2 separate regions of the Bos taurus genome follow, and region 1 is linked to region 2. The links are chromatin contacts, called in public Hi-C maps. All regions are on one chromosome and are shown on one strand. Each heading gives the region's core, a stretch centred on a gene start, on an enhancer-like site or on the middle of the called end of the contact. The rest is flanking DNA. Distances are from core to core; before and after follow the strand shown.

Region 1 (2,806 bases), core at 277-2,776, 190 kb before region 2:
TAAGTGCCCTCTAAGGAGCCCGAGTCACCCTGCCTCGGGAATTCCTGCCAAAAGACAAAGCTCCCAACCTCCCAGGGAGCCTTATGTGGCTGCCGGAGAAAGACAGCCTGGCCTTGGTAAAAGCAGGAGGCAAGGAATAGGGACAGTGGGACCCTCCTGGAGCTTCTCCCCACCCAACCTTGGGCTGTGTCCTCCCAGACACCTTTGCTTTCATCCCTGGACCGAGGAGGTGGTCACGTGTGCTCCTGAAAGTGAATGCCCCTTTCAGAGGGCCTGGGGATGGGGTGGGGTGGGCGTCGGAAGGAAATGGTCAGCTGTTTCACAGTGAGGCCTCCGCAGGCATGTGAGAGCAGCCCCTGCTGTGGCCTTGCCTTCTTCCAAATAAAGGAGCCAGGAAACGGCCAAGTTGGTCCTTGTGGCAGAAACTTCTAGAACCAGAAGAGGCCCTTCCCAGCATCGGGGGTGGGGATGTCAGATTTTGCTCTGGGCAGGGCGGGGGGTGGTGGCTGGCAACCAAGTCCCACTTGTATGTAACCTGGCAGCTCTCTGCCTGGAGACTTGCCGATGGTCACGATGTGTCACCTCCCAGGAGATGTTCCACTTTCCAAGCAGGTGGGAACTGAACCTGGTTAAAAATAGCGACACCGGACTCATCACAGAGTCCCCTTGTAAAGCAAAACCGTGGGTCTCCTCCAAGTGGCACAAAGGACCGGCCGTGGCTTTTGGGTTCCCTCTGGGACTCTGGGGGCTGGGGTCTCAACTGCACCAAATCCCCCAGTGCCCTCCCCTGCAACACTCCGGCGCCCAGCACAGCCACCAGCAGAGCCCCTCAGCCGTGGCCGCTGGCCACCTACCCTCACTGGGTTTGCCTCAGTGACTGGGGACCACTGCGACGGTCCACACCCTCTCCCCGCCTTCCTGCTCCCTTTAGTGCCTGGTGGACCGGGGTTTCTGGAGCTTTCTCAGAACCGTGGACACATTCCCAGTGGAAATCATGACATTTTCCGTTTCACATGACGCACTCCACAATGCCTCAGGAAAAGAGAGAGAGAAAGAGAAGGCAAACAGGGCCTGGGAGCCAGCCCCTCTCTGTCAACAGCCAGGCCAGGTCCTCTGTTTATCCTGGAGTCACCTCCCCGGGGCTTGACAGTCAGCCTCCGTGTTCTCTCCTGCAGTCAGAGGCCCGACGACTAGGTTAACTGCCTTTTCTCTCTGCTTCTTGGCACATCTGGGTGAAGGCGTGCCTCCCTACTTTGTTGTGTTTTTTTTAAACTTTACTTTCGACTGCCATGGTAACTGCTGCATGTTTGGCAAAGGGAAAGAGGGAAAAAAAAAAAAAAAAGCTCGGGGAGAAGAAAAGGAGCTCTCAGCGCAGGGCTGGCGGCCGTCCAGGGTAATCATGCTGCAGAGCTGAAATGAGGCCTCTGGCGGGCAGCCAAGTTACAAAGAACAAAGCTGTCAGTTCCTAATGTTGGCGGCAAAGCCTGCTTGGCACCCTTATATGGTTTCCCAGAACTCCCTGCCTTGGCTGCCTTCCATTCCCTTCAGGGCAGCAAACAGGATTAGCCCAGCTCTGAGTTGTTTTTCTTCCCTCTCCTCCAACTGTTTCCAATGACATCATCCTCGCTGCACTCATTTGCCAGCAGGGTGGTTTTTCTCTCTCTCTCCTCCCACCCCCCTCTCTCCCTCCATCTCTCACACACACACACACCTCCACTCCCACTTCCTTCCTGTAGCCGCCCCCCCAACCTCCTCTGACTTGCTCGAAGCGCACTGTTTGAGGTCATGCTTCTTGTCCGGCATCTCTGTGAAATGCACACACGCCCCGGCGCTTGTCCATTTCGCTGAATCAAGCCAGACGTTGTATTTTATTTTTATAACTGAATTCCTGTGAGATAAAAATCTCATTTTCCTTCGCAGGCTGTAATCAGCACTTGCAGGGCTGTGGTTTCCAACTGCCCCATCTCGTGCTTCCTTACCAAGCACCGCTGAGAAATGAACTTGGCTGCCATTCAGGTTTAAAGGGCCCGCGGCTAGTCATACGTTACTGGTTCACACACACACACACGCACAAACACACGATGTGCACACAAAGACTATTGCATGCGCACACCCACAGGCACACACACCCACTGGGCTACACAGACAAAGGGTATGGAGATACCCCCCGAGACAAACAGACACACACACAAGCAGCACCGAGGGTCATTCTTTCCCTTTCAAGAAAGAGAAGAGGTGAACAAGTAGAAGCCAAAAGCTGCTTCCGAAAAGGCTGGTTTCAACCAGCAGGCAGGCAAGCGTTATGCAACTGTCTGGGTTCATGAAAGGAATCGAGGTTCGCTGACTGCACAAGTGTTCCCCCGCCCCCGCCCTGCCCCCCCCCCCCACTCTGATTCATGAACTAGTTTTCAGATTCATGAATCACTCGGGAGCCAGCAAGAAAAAAATGAGTAGTATTGATCTCATTTCAATTGAAATGGGCTCATTATGGCCACACAGGGGCAGGGTGCAGACAACTTCCTACCACCGGACACTCGACCGGCATCCTGGGTCTGCAGGGAGGCTCCCCCACCTGTGGGTGGGGCAGGAATGCTTGAGGACAGGCTGGCTTTTGCAGAGGAGAGGGTTCCCCCTCTCCTGATGATTAAATAGGCAGAATCAGATCTATTGGTATGAGGAGCTGGGGCTGGACTCCTCTGTCCTCCTTCGGCACATCTGCAGGCTTCGTTGGATGTTCACCATCTTTTTTTTTTTTAATTTTCACTTTTAATGAAATCTTTAAGGAGGAATCTCAGTGCAAATTCAT
Region 2 (2,700 bases), core at 65-2,564:
TGTGTAAGATTTCACATCAGTTCCTTCCATCTAAGTATGACCTAGAAAATAAAGAAGAATGTGCATAATTGAACTGAGCTTTTAAAATGGGTTCTTCTTTATCACTCTTGGACAGTTAAAATTGCCGTGCCTGAGAAAGAGAAAATGCAAAAGTGGCCCCTTAGCCCATTATAGAGGACACTTGACATAAGCATTCAATCCAAGGCTGATTAAAATTTGCATAATTCATCTTATTATTTATTCTAAAATAATTGAAAAGCAGTGGTCTTGAAGATAGAATTTTTCAAAAGCAGTATTTTACGCAGAGGTTTTAAAAGGAATCAGCCCATTTATTCGATAATGAAAAAAATCATTATTTTCACATTCCCACCTAATGTCTTCTGTTTTCTTCCATCTTCATTTAGCTCAGCTGGGAATTAGGCATATTCCTTAGTTATGCTTTAAAAAAACTAATAGTATGAAATAATAGTATCTTTTGTCGACAACTGGCCTTATTCTATGGAAAGACACCTGAATGCATTTTTAGGTGCTGCTTAGCTTTGTGTTGGTCTTTCCTTCCTTTGCCTCCCTCGTTTTTGACACAATGTATAGGTTTTCAGCACACCAGAATCTGGGGTTCTGTCTCACTCTCTGTATACATATTTTTTCCTTTACTATCTTCTATAAAAGGAGCTTGCTATTGATTGCAGCTGACTGAGCCGCTTGAGTTGATATCCAAGCAACGCTAACCCAGAGAGGGATTAGCATTACATCAGCCGCCCGGCGAGGGAGCCTGGCAGCCGGCCCGCCTGTAAAAACGGAACGCGTTTGCGTCACTGATCCCTTGGTAATGCTTCTTGGAGCCTTGTCAGCTGTCCCCTGAGGTTGTTTCCTTAATATGTCAACAGACATTCCTGAATCTTTCATGCCGAATGGTTCTTTTCCTTTTCCAAAAACACTTAGATGACCCAGCAGCTGGTGCCTCCTGTTGCTGGAATCTTTCAAAATGTAATTTTTTTTTCATGAAATAGGTGTTTTTGTTCCGTTCCAAACATTCGAGGGGGATTTAGGAAGGTTTCGATTTCTGCTTCTCCACGTTAGAGAACCTATTTTTGAAGAAACAGGGCAGCCAGTTTAGGGCAGAGAGCTGTTTCTCTGCTTTTATCATCCCTGGGAAAAGCCTTTATTCCCTCACCAGCTTATCCAAACCCTCCAATTACCCTGTGACCTTGTGACCTTTCATAGAGCAAAATGGCTGGTTGAAAGACCCAGCTGAAATTTGCCTCCATTTGTGATTTGCTCTCTGATCTTGCTTTAAGAAAGTCAGCCAGACCTTGTGGGCAGTGACCTTGAGCAGCCCCTGCATGCTGAGAGCCACAGATAAGAAAGATGTGTCAACCACTGCCCACGTGATACCTATTTCCTCATTTTCCCCACGTCATTATTTGCTGATCTGGTAACTTGATCTCCACTTTCATCCTGGAATATTTTACTTTGAAGAATACCATAGCCAAGACCCTGGTGCTGGAAAAGATTGAAGGCAAGAGGAAAAGGGGGCAACAGAGGGTGAGATAGTTGGATGTCATTACCGACTCAATGAACATGAGTTTGAGCAAGCTCCAGGAGCTAATGAAGGACAGGGAAGCCTGGCATGTTGCAGTCCATGGGTTTGCGAAGAGTCAGACACAACTGAGCGACTGAACAACAACAACAAATAGCCAAGTGGATAAGAGAGCCTCCAGCTAACACCCCTGCCTTCTCTCTTTCTGAAAAGTGAGCAGAGCTCCTTGAAGTTCAAGGAGCTTCCCCTGCACAATAACCCTCCAGATTGTTATGCAGTGGCTATAGCAGTTAATCACGGTCAATAGTTGGAACATCGTAAATTTGGAGAGAAGTCATTTGGTTGGTGGGGAGGGGCATTGTTATTAAGTTCACTTAATCATGAGTGACGATGTTGGAGGATTTGGGGGAAAAGCCACTTCCGCTTGTGTGAGCATCAGTCTCCACCGTGGAGGGGCGCCTTTCATCACCAGCTCCCGGGGAGGTCGTAGGTCTGGTCCTCTGGAAATGCACTGAGAGCCCTGAGAGTTTTGTGGCTCTGAAATCTGCCTCTGAGCAGGGCTGTGGAGGATGCCACTTCCTCCTGCCAGTGGATGGAACAATCCCCCTTCTGTTCTATAATCCCTGTGCCCTTGGTGCACAGCCTCCTGGGAACTCGGCCATCATCCCCACTGAAGAAGGTCCCCTGGTTCACAGGAAAAGAATGGAAATGGGGCTGCCCAGGAGGGGAGACATTTAGAATCACTGGGTCTTAGCACTGAAAGGAATTTTTAGAGACTGAGTGAAACCCAAGCTCCTCATTCATTTTGAGAATGAGAAATACGAAATCCAGAGAAGTTGAATGACTCTGCTGGTACAGCCAAGTTGGTGTCAGGGCTAAGAACTGGTCTCACTGCCCAGGTCTGTGTCTTTCTCAGCATGACTGCCTGCTCTCCTCCGGGGTCAGTCCAGGGGTTAGACCATGGTCCTCTTTGCCAAGTGCAGTGCCCTGTCCAGTGGAATGTGAAGCCCAAGGACCATTGAGGCTATGGGCAGTGTGGATGTGAGCAGTAAGGATGAAATTCAACTCCGGGTGGGGTCGGGGCGGGGGTCATCTGCACCCACATCTCTCTCCTCCTTGCTTCACTGGGTACCCACAGAAGAGCTCTCTGGTCTGCACTC

The links. Hi-C and Micro-C count contacts between places; a contact is called where the count stands out from the background.
Region 1: a contact with region 2 is called in a Hi-C map of skeletal muscle, with 5 times the contacts expected there. The contact joins two enhancer-like sites. A contact is called at or near these places in 2 of 11 Hi-C or Micro-C datasets (liver and skeletal muscle).

The regions. Positions count from the first base shown.
Region 1 is chr28:7,505,626-7,508,431 of ARS-UCD2.0, reverse strand. No RefSeq gene overlaps it. Among named protein-coding and RNA genes, the nearest start is that of IRF2BP2, 100 kb to the right of the region's middle. Within about 2 kb of position 1,526, at least 93 of the 102 cell types and tissues checked have an H3K27ac peak or open chromatin away from gene starts, as enhancers often do. A contact at or near this core is called in liver and skeletal muscle, where this site is marked.
Region 2 is chr28:7,312,060-7,314,759 of ARS-UCD2.0, reverse strand. No RefSeq gene overlaps it. Among named protein-coding and RNA genes, the nearest start is that of TARBP1, 44 kb to the right of the region's middle. Within about 2 kb of position 1,314, at least 51 of the 102 cell types and tissues checked have an H3K27ac peak or open chromatin away from gene starts, as enhancers often do. A contact at or near this core is called in liver and skeletal muscle, where this site is marked.